Linked DNA regions of Oryctolagus cuniculus: region 1 is linked to region 2. A link is a contact called in public Hi-C data. All regions are on one chromosome and are shown on one strand. Each heading gives the region's core, a stretch centred on a gene start, on an enhancer-like site or on the middle of the called end of the contact. The rest is flanking DNA. Distances are from core to core; before and after follow the strand shown.

Region 1 (5,135 bases), core at 1,266-3,765, 600 kb after region 2:
ACTGGGATATTATCCATGTTTTCTAAGATGGAGATGGCCCAGAACAAATCAAAGGGTTGAGGAGGAGATTGTAACTGAATTGGAAATACGCTGTCAGTTGCATTTTCAAGATGTTTTGATACAGTACACGTTACATAAACTTTATTGTTAGTCACTTCTAAGTGCAGGGTTCAGTGGTATCGAGTACAGTCTGTGATTTTTAAGTGAGGGTTCGGTGGTATAGGGTACAGCTTGTGCAGGGTTCGGTGGTGTGGAGTACAGTCTGTGCAGGGTTCAGTGGTATGGAGTACAGTCTGTGCAGGGTTCGGTGGTATGGAGTACAGTCTGTGCAGGGTTCGGTGGTATGGAGTACAGTCTGTGCAGGGTTCGGTGGTATGGAGTACAGTCTGTGCAGGGTTTGGAGGTATGGAGTACGGCCTGTGCAGCTGTCAGGCCCATCCGCCTCCAGAACGTCTTTCTACTGTCAGCCTGAAACCCCGTGCCCTAAACACTGACTCCCCACCACCTCTTTCCCACTGGCCACTGTCAGTGTCTCCAAATTCAGCCCTTCTCCGTGCCCCATCTATGCAGAATCCTTACTCGGCCTCTTCATGCCTGGATTATTTTGTTGACCATAATACCCCAAGGCTCATCTGTTTTGGAGTATATGTCAGCGTTGCCTTCCTTTTTATAATTATTATTTGAAAAGCACACAGAGAGGCAGAGGAAGGAGGGAGGGAGAGACAGAGACAGAAATCTTCCGTCTACTAATTTACTCCCCAAATGCCTGCAACAGTTAGAACTAGGTCACGTGGAAGCCACAATCCAGGAACTCCATCGGGGAATCCCACGTGGGTGACAGAGACTCGAGTACTTGAGTCGTCATGTGCTGCCTCCCAGGGTGCGCATGAGCAGGGTGCTGGATTGGAAGTGCTCCAGTGTGAGACCCTGGTGTCCCAAGCAGCGGCTTCCCTCTCTCTGGCCGACACCTGCCCCTTTTCCCTTCCTGTTGTGACCGAGAGATAGTACATGCTATGTGTATACCACATTGTCTGTACCCATTCATCTGTCCGTGGACACTTGAATTGCTGAGGGGAAGAGTGCTGTTGTGACCCCAGGTGTAGGCCTATGTGTTCAAGTCTCTGCTTCTGTTGCTTTGGAGTGCACACCCAGAAGTGGAATTGCTGAATCGCGTGGTAATCAACTTACCGTCCCCCTCAGCCGCTGTACCATTTCATATTCCCTGCCAGTATGACATGCGGGTTCCAGTTGATCCACATCCTTGTCAGCAGTTATGATTTCTGTATGTGTGTGTGTGGGAACACTAGCACTCTAATGGACATGCAGTGGGATCTGCAGCTTTTATGTGCTTTTCCCCAGTGACAGGTGATGCTGAGCATTTTATGTGACTGTTGGCCTCCTTTGGAAAATGTCTAGTCAAGAGCTTTTTTTTTTTTTCTTGAAAAAATTTATTAGATATTCAAAAGTCAGTTACACAGAGGAAGACACACACACACACACATCCTCCATCCACTGGTTCACTTCCAACTGGCCAGACCAAAGCCAGGAGCCAGGAACTCCATGCAAGTCTCCCACGTGGGTGCAGGGGCCCAAGCACTTGGGCCATCCTCTGCTGCTTTCTCCGGTGCATTAGCAGGGAACTGGATCAGAAGTGGAGTCACTGGGACTTGAACCAGCGTCCCTATGGGATGCCGGCACTGCAGGTGGAGGTTTAACCTTCTATGCCACAGCGCCCGCCCCTTAAGTCCTCATTTTAATCAGATGTTGGGTTGCAGGAGTTCTTTATCTTATTCTAGATATCAGTTTTTTTAATCTGATTTCCAAATGTTTTCTCTCATTCCATGGGTTGCTTGTCACTCTGATAGTATCTTTGCATGCACAAAGATTTGTAATATTGATGAAGTCCAACTTGTGTATTTTTTCTTGAAAGTTTTGAAAGCATGAAACCACCGGCTTGGATTTTTTCCGAGATTGTTGGGGGTATTTGGGAGTGTATTTGTTTCAGTGTTCTTGCAGTAAGCCATAGCTACTTGTTTGATGATTTTTTTTTTTTTTTTTTTAGTGTTAACTACTATTGATCAGAAGTTGGGTTATACTGGCAGAGAATAGCTTGCTCCTTTTGCCACAGTAATAAGCATATTTGAAGATTTGCTTGCTTTTGTTTTATTGACTTTGATACATTTGAGGGGACCCTGGCTTTTGTTTCTAACTTGAGAATTTTGTTTCTCTGACTTTGGTTATATTCTGATAAAGTATTAGAAACAGCCAGAAGATCAGTGAGTTAACTAATTTTATTCTGGTGTTGCTAAGACCTCCGTTGTATGCCATCTGTTCTTAACAAAGAATCCAAAAAGTGGAACATTTATAAATAAGTGAGTAAATATAAATTTTTGGTTTGCTACAGTATGAGCTTTCAATCCAGCTGAAATGGCAGGTGAGCGTGTTACGGGGGGTGGCGTTCACAGCAGCATTTGGTGCCAGGAATCCAGTCTCAGCTCAGCTTCACCCCTGCTCGCTGCTCCCGCACACCCTGGGAGACAGGAGGCGAGCGCTCCAGTAGTTGCACTCCTGCTGCCCACAAGACAGACCCGGGCCGAGGTCCCAGCTCCTGGCTTTGTCCTGTCCTGAAGGCTTCTGAAGCCAAACCAGTGCATGGGAGATCTTTGTCGCTCTGCCTTTTCTAATAAATAAAAGCTAAAAATTTCCAAGAAAGAATCTTAAAGATTAACTGTGCAGTGATGGATTATGTTAATTAGCTTAATTATGTTATTTCCTAGTGTAGACATAGCAAATCATTACATTGTGTACTTTAAATATATATAGTTTTTATTTGTCACTTATACCTCAATAAAGCTGGAAAAAAGAATGTTACAAGGGTTCATCAAACTATTAATGGCTCCAATTAACATGTTTCTAAGATTTTTCTTTTAACTCTGGAAATGGCTTCAGATAAGGAAGTAAAATTTTAAGATAATTTAAAAATAAAATTATACTTTCATCTATTTTTTTCCTGGAGCCTAGATGGTATTATTACTTATTGAGTTTTAAAAAATGTTTTGCTGGTAGCATATTAAATTAACAGCATGCTATTATTCGTTCATGGTCCCTAAATGAGTAGAAATTTCACCAATTCAAAAAAGGCATTTTTTATAATAAAAATTTTTTAGAAAAGTAAAATATAAAGGAAATAAGCCATAAATATATATAAATTCTGGTATAAATTAATAGCATCTTGATAGAAAAAACAAATTATGTTGTTAATTTTTCCAAGTTAATTGACATCTAAATATGTTTATGTGGTTAGAATATCTTGATGAAACAATGAGGACTTAGAAAATGTGACAATTTAGGCAGTTCATGTTGAGTATTCTCGTAATTTAAAATTGATGAGTTGATAGTTACAGTAACTTCTCTAGCTCACATTTTCAAAGTCAGGCAGCTTTAACTTTTGATTCTAATGTTTTTTTTAAGCTTGATTTAGTGCAGTGTGAAATTGAGTAAGTGCAAAAATGATCATTGCTGTAGTCTGAGAAGTGCGCATTGCAATTGCTGTGTGTGTACTGCCATCTATTGTTGCATTTGAAAATTGACACTCGACTGCCACTTTTCTCTGCAGTTCTCTAGCCTGAGTAAGAGACTAGTTTACCCACAGGTAGGAGGTGAAACAATGACAATGACATTTTTTGTGCTTTAAATAAAATAAAATAATGGCATTATCGTAAAATTCATCTCATAAGATTAAATCAGTATCCAATTTCTCTTAAGTAAGCATCATCTTTACTTGTGGGATAAATTTATTTTATTTTTTGATGCAATTTCAAGTCAATAATCAGTGCTTTAAATTCAGAATTACAAAAAAACCTCCAATTCCTAAAAAATAGAAATGACCTAAAAATCCTCCACAAATGAAATGTTAGATATTTTGAGTATTAAATGAATAAACAGTTTTATATTCTGTACTTGACAGGTTGTACCAGTAAGACAGTGAATGCTAGCAACTTTCCTACTGAATCTGCTTTTTTCTAGAGAGGTGAAGACAAATGTTCTAAACCCCAGTAGTTACACTACATTTCTTCTTTTTTTTTAAGATTTTTTTTTTTTTTAATTGAAAGGCAGAGTTACAGACAGAGGGAGAGACAGAGAGAAATCTTAGATCTGCTGGTTCACTCCCCAAATGGCCACAAGGGCTGAAGCTGGGTCAATCCAAAGCCAGGAGCTTCTTCCAGGTCTGCCATGCAGGTGCAGGGGCTCAAGCACTTGGGCCATCGTCTGCTGCTTTCCCAGGCCATAGCAGAGAGCTGGATCGGAAGTGCAGCAGCCAGGACATGAATCAGCGCCCACGTGGGATGCCAATGCCACAGGCGGAGGCTTAGCTCACTACACCACCGTGCCGGCCCCATTCTGCATTTGTTATGTTTAGGTCCTGGTGGCCTGTGAGCCTGTCTACACCATGGACGTTCAGTTGGTAGTTTGAGAAACATCAGATCATTCCATTTAATTGCATTTTCTTTGAAAAACAGGAAGTTATCATGTGATTTTTCGTTGTCTCCTGAGAGCTGGTTGGAAACGGAGTTGGTTCTTAGCTGTTGGCAATGGGTAAAGCTGTCTTCCAAGCATGACTGAGCCGTCGTAGTTCTCTGATGCCCTCTCAGTGCCTGTTTTCCTAGTTTTACACTTAAAGAGCACGTGCAAGCATAAACAGATAATTCTGGTGCACCCTGTGCCACGACTCTCTAATTGTGAACATGCTCTCACGCACGTGTGCTGACCCCACTCCTGTCTCTCTGGAGAGTAAGATTGATACTCACGTGCAGACACTGGGACCTCCACAGCTGTGGATTCTGTCCCTGCACTGCCTCCCAGTGTGTCAGCATGGCTGCAGCTTGAGGCCAGCACAGCCTCTGTTGCATGGATGCTCTGAAGAGCAGGAATGAGGTGTTCGTGGCCCCAGACACGAGTGTCTGCCCTGGGCAGGTGTTGAGTAAGCTGCGGGTCTTGTGACCGCTCTTCTCTGGGGATGCAGGCTGTGTACATGGAATGCCACTTCCGGAGCCGAGCCCTGGGCTGAGCCATGCAGGACAAGAGCTGCGCTGCCCATGGCCTTGGCAGCGACAATGCAGCTTTCATTCTATCGC
Region 2 (5,661 bases), core at 2,985-5,484:
ACCATTTAAAAACATCATCTTTAAAGTACTTCCATCCAAAATTTCTACATTGTTTTCCTCTGGAAATTAGTTTAACTGCTGACTCTACTTCCAAGCCCTTAATTTCTTCAAACAAAGATGTCCAAGGCTTCTCTATTCTCCAAAATGTTTTATCTCACAAGGTGCCCCTGAAAATGGGTTACACTGTATAGCACTGACCTAAGTAAGTTATGTGGGTAATTAAGTTTACCTATTTATAGTTGAATAATTTACTGAAATAAATCTGATGTTTGAAATCAGCAATCTTGGTAATTTAAAAAGCCATTTTATAAACCATCATTTTGAATTCTGAATAGCTAATCTGCTCCATTATAGCATTCAAGATTTATATAATTCTTTATTTCAACTCTAAATTTTAGCATAATGACATTTATGAGTATCGGCAGTAATATGCTAAATTATACTGGATATGCTATATTGCATTAACAGATTTTAAAATGGAGCTTCAATGATCACCAAATACATTAGTAACATCTAAGAACAAAGGGTGCCCTTGAAATCTCTAACAAGAATCTGCACCAAAAGGCACACTTGCACATGCATACCTCAAGTCATTGCTTGCTTCACTTTCTTCTGGAAGTTCCATAGGCTGGCAGTCTGCTGACTGCCATTCTTCAGCAACACTGGGCTCCTGGCTTATCTTGGGGACCTCTGAAGTAAATGAGAAATCTCCTTCACTGGAGACTCCAAAGAGGTCTGGGTCATCTTGAATTACATCAATCAAGAGGACATCATCTTCATAAGCTTTAAGAATATCTGGAAACCCGACTTTAATTTCTGAAAATCTCTTAGTCATTTTTCTACCACTAGCTTCAGAAGACATTGGTTCAAATACTTCTTGTTCATTACAGCAGAAGGAAGGACTTTCCTCTAAACACTTAGGATTGCAAGAAAAAGTATTTTCAATTGCAAAAGAAACAACTTTTTTCTTAGCAACAATATTGACTGGTTCAGAGATTTGATGAGATGGCTTATCACTGCCTTGCTTTGTAAAGCTTGGAGAAATACCACAGCACTTCCTGCTGTAGAGTGAGTCAGAGCTAGCTAGCACTGGAGTTATATTACTTGGTAGACTCAAAGATGAAGGTACTGAAGTTGCTGTGGAGACATTTTCTTTACTCCTATTCTGTCTTCCCTCTGCTCCAGATACACTGTCAAGAAGTTCTAAGGGACTGTATGTTTCTCTCTCTGATGACTTGGCATTTACTTCTCTTTTTTTTTCTGTCTTATTCTTAAGCAAAGGAATTTTAAAATTCGTTAGCCGTCCTGTGTTCAATATTTTAACCAAGTCTGGAACCATAAGTGCTTGCTTTGCAATGCAGGCTTTTCGAGGAATAGTTTTGCCTATAAAGTTATTTGCTTCCTGGCCATCCTGGGAAGCTGCTATCAAATTAGGTTTCATTAAATTCCCTCTGTCTTTTTTTTTACTTCCTGTTGAGCTTTGAGTCACAGTTAATGGAGTATCTTCAGTGATATTAGTAACTACCTCTGAAATTTTGCTGTGGTCCTCTGACTTTGTCTTTTTAACATCACTGACCATAGATTCTTCTATAGCCAAAGTAGGTCCTACCATAGAAACTGAAGACAAGCCATTTAAATTAGAATCCAGTTTTTCTTTACTTGAGGAGTCAATGCTTTTTTCTGTTAAGGAACTCTGTAACAACAATTTGGAGTCAGCCAAGTGAGTTTGGTTTGTTTGGTCACTAAGCAAATCATCCTGACTAAAACTTTCCTGAGACCCAGGATGAGAGCAATCTGACTGTGGCGAGGAAGTCTTTTTCCAACATCTGGCAGATATTCTAGCACATGAATAGTAAGGCCAAATTCTTTTGCCAGTCATTGGTATTGTTCTGTGACAACTGAACTTTGATTCTTCAGCTTCATTTCTCAAGTCTTCTCGCGCAGATTTCTTTTCAGAACGATGACAATCACTAGGTGATTTCACTATAGAGTTTGTCAATGATTGTTTGTCATTCAAACTCTCTTCTTGCTCAATTTTACATCCTATGGACTCTAAAGCGTTCTTTGTTTCTTCTTTCAAAAGAGGCTCAAGGGTTTTCTGAAACACAGCATTTACATGATGTCTAGGACTTTTTATTTCTACTGTTTCTGGGAGACTTAATAAATGATCCACTGGACAGAGTGTTTTGTGGTTTACTTTTCTTAATTCAATTTTAGGACTTCTTGAATCTTCTAGGTTCTCTGCTTCTCTACCCTTGGCACCCACTTGGTTTTCTTGCAACACCAACTCAGAGCTTTTAGACACATCAGAGAAATTCATCTCAAGAACCTTTTCTTCTTTTTCAGACAATTTCATCTTTTTCCTGGTTTTTCTCCCAACATTACTCTCTTCTAATGAATATTTATTTTTTTCACTTTGGAGGTAGGAAAGTAAGCCATTATTTTTACTTTGGTATAAATCACTCCTTTCAAGCCATAATTTATTTACTCCCATTAAATTTTCTTCAGTTTGTAAGAGCTCAGGAATACTATTTGTGTCACTCTTCTCTGCAAGACTTCTAAGGTTTTCTTTCTTTAATTTTGTGGAATTTTCTGCGACATGCACACATCCATCATCAAGTTTACATGCAAAGTTGTTTTCATCATTACAACCCTTGGGATGGAGGAAACAATTGGAATCATGTAATTTTAAAGTGGCATTCTTTTCTACTCCAGGTGATAAGCAATTACAATATTTTGGTGTATTCTTGTACAGTTCATCTTGAAATGCAACCTTAATATTTTGTATAACTTTATTTTCAGTTATTTGGAGAGGCTAAGTTTGTAACCTTTTAAACTTTATTTGTATTCTTCTTTTAATACTTTCTACCAAATCTTCCTTACCCAAAGATTGCAAGAAAGCCCTATTTTGAAATTCACTGCACTCCACTATTTAGAAAGATGATGAACTGGTTAATGATTCCTTTCTTACCAGGTCAATCCCTGGCTGTAGATCATCATTTGAGGCTTCAGTAACTTTTCTTTTTTCCTTGGCTGATCAAAACAACAAAACATATCAGAAAACATTATACACTAATGGAAAAAAGCAGTATTATTATTATTATTATTATTATTATTTTTAATCGTGAAGCCATCCATTTCCATTCCCCCTGACAGCTGTATGGAAATACACATTCAAAAAAAAAAAAAAAGAAAAGAAAAGAAAATACCTACTTTCTGTTGTGGAGCTACATATAAAGCGGAATAAATTCTAAGGCAGCCGAAGAACCCTTAGCATCATCATTCTATGGCAGCAAATATGGACCATACTAGTGGGAATTCCTCCTACAGAAATCCCGATCAAGGGTTCCCATGAGAACGAACACCTAAGAAAACCCTGGTCATCCAGGTGCATCATTTAAGACCACACGGATCCAAGTTACAGACCGGTGGTACAGCACAGACGGCACAGTCTGGGGTGCAAAAGCTTGATGAGCGCAACCGCTCAAGGCTTCCTTACTCTTTCTTCCCCCAGGGCAAGGCGAGCGCCGCCTCCTTCGCTGCAGCTCTGTCTGTCCGGGCCCAGGGGTCTGCAGGGCCCACCTGGTCCCCCGACCCTCCACTCGCCGCCTCGCGGCTGGCCCAGCCAGGGGCACCTCACCCGACTTGTCACTTTCTACTTCTCTCCCAGACACCCGGGCCACCATCCTCCTCTTCGGCCTGTTCTCCTCGCGCCTCCGGGCCTCGGGCTCGCCGCCGCCCGCCTCCTGGGGCCCTGCTGCCTGCCGCCGGCTTCGCTTCCTCAGGCCTCGCCCGTCGTCGCCTTCCCGCCCAGGGGCCGTGGCGGGGCCCGGGGACGTCGGCCACCGCATCCGCCCTGGGCCTCCGCTCGCAGCCGCTCCCAAGCCCGGAGAAGCCCGCTCCCGCCGCCGTCGGACGCCCACCGCCCCGGCCCGCAGCCCGCTCCTGCGCCGTCCACCACTCGGCGCCGCCGGAAGCGGAAGTGGGGCGCCCGCGCGCGGCCGGCCGGGAGGGCGCGGCGAGGCCCAACGGGCGTGAGGGCCGCGAGTCCCGCGGGCCCTCGTGGCTCCCGAAGGCGTTTCGTCGGCGTGGGGCTGCAGTGAGGCTGTGCACGCGCCTCGGCTTGGACCTTCTGAGTCGCAGCCGCCCCCAGACACCCGTGTCCGCCCACGGCTTCCGTCCTGACGTCTTGTGGTGCGCTCAGCCAGATACCGCAGCATGGCGGACTGGGAGGCGCAGACATTAGCTGGTTACTCCTCGCGAGCTTGTACCGCCACCATGCAGGCGGTTCTTTGAGCCTGAAACCTAGAGGCCATCGGACAGTCTTCTCCCGGCCTCAGTTCTCATCCACGGCCATTAGGTCTGCCCGCTCCTGCTTTTCCTGTTGCTTGGCCCCTCTTGGCCATGACTCCAGCCCTGGCCCTCATGTGTCCATGACTGACCCAGCCCAAATGTTCTCCGTGCCGCCGTCTTTGAGCGGTTTCAGTCAAGCTGCCACCTGCTGCCAGGTCATGCCCCTCACGTGGCAAAGGCTTCTTGGCATTCCCCAGCTTGCCCCTTGGCGAATCTCCTGTGCTCCAAGGCTGCAACTCACAGAGAGACGCCCAAACCCCAAGTGGGGTATGATGTGAACCTTGAATATTTAGGAGTTTTGTCTTAACTGTCCCTGTAGGGAACGATTTGTGCTTCAGTGGAAAGCTATGGATACAAGTCATCCTTCCAAAGATCTCTCTGGTTCTTGTGGAAACTGTTTCACAATTCTATAGATTGCAGATTCCTGACAGTCATTAAAAACAATGGTCTAGGGGCTGGCGCTGTGGTGCTGTGGGTTAAAACCCTGGCCTGAAGCGCCGGCATCCCTTATGGGTGCTGGTTCTAGTCCCAGCTGCTCCACTTCCCATCCAGCTCTCTGCTATGGCCTGGGAAAGCAGTAGAAGATGGTTCAAGTCCTTGGGCCCTTGCACCCACGTGGGAGACCTGGGAGAAGCTCCTGGCTTCAGGCTTCCGATCCATGCAGCTCCGGCCGTTGCAGCCATCTGGGGAGTGAACCAGCAGATGGAAGACCTCTCTCTGTGTCTCTACCTCACTCTGTAACTCTGTCTTTCAAATAAATAAAATAAATCTTTTAAAACAATGGTCTATAGATGTGAAAATTCTGTCCAGTAGAAATGTAATTGACTTCCCACCCCCACTGCTGAAGAAGCCAGTTTTGCCTCCATTTCTACATGCATTCAATATTCCTGATGTAAAAATGTGCTCCCTGCAATTGTTCTTTGAAACGTTGATTATAAAATTTGCCTAATCAGAGAAATAAAACCTTTCACTTTTACTCCTGTGAGAGCCATAAAATCATCATTTTTGAAAACTTGAAAAATGTTAACTGACAAAAAAATTACCCATATTTATTGGCACCATGTGATATTTTGATACATGTATGAAGTGTATAATGTTCAAGTCAGGGTGAACTAGTACATCTCATTCATCTTTATGATTTAAAAAACCTTCAAATCCTAGCTTTTTTCTTTTTAGAAAATATTTATAGAACATTATCATTATCTATAATCACCCTACTGTGCAATGGACCACCATAAGTTCTTATTTTTATCAAGCTAGCTATTCCTGTCTAAATAATCAACCTTTCCCCAACCTCTCTCCCTCCTT

The links. A called contact is a pair of places that touch in the nucleus more often than the background predicts.
Region 1: a contact with region 2 is called in a Hi-C map of embryonic fibroblasts, with 4 times the contacts expected there. The contact joins the enhancer-like site here to the promoter of TOPAZ1 in region 2. A contact is called at or near these places in 2 of 6 Hi-C or Micro-C datasets (embryonic fibroblasts and skin fibroblasts).

The regions. Positions count from the first base shown.
Region 1 is chr10:104,622,851-104,627,985 of mOryCun1.1, forward strand. The region is part of intron 11 of ANO10 (anoctamin 10); the gene reads left to right. Among named protein-coding and RNA genes, the nearest start is that of ANO10, 61 kb to the left of the region's middle. Within about 2 kb of position 2,516, at least 1 of the 8 cell types and tissues checked has an H3K27ac peak or open chromatin away from gene starts, as enhancers often do.
Region 2 is chr10:104,017,953-104,023,613 of mOryCun1.1, forward strand. TOPAZ1 (testis and ovary specific TOPAZ 1) reads right to left here and starts at 4,235. Exons shown (of 21, transcript XM_051851862.2): 1 at 3,641-4,235; 2 at 2,972-3,033; 3 at 585-2,653. The coding sequence starts at 4,220.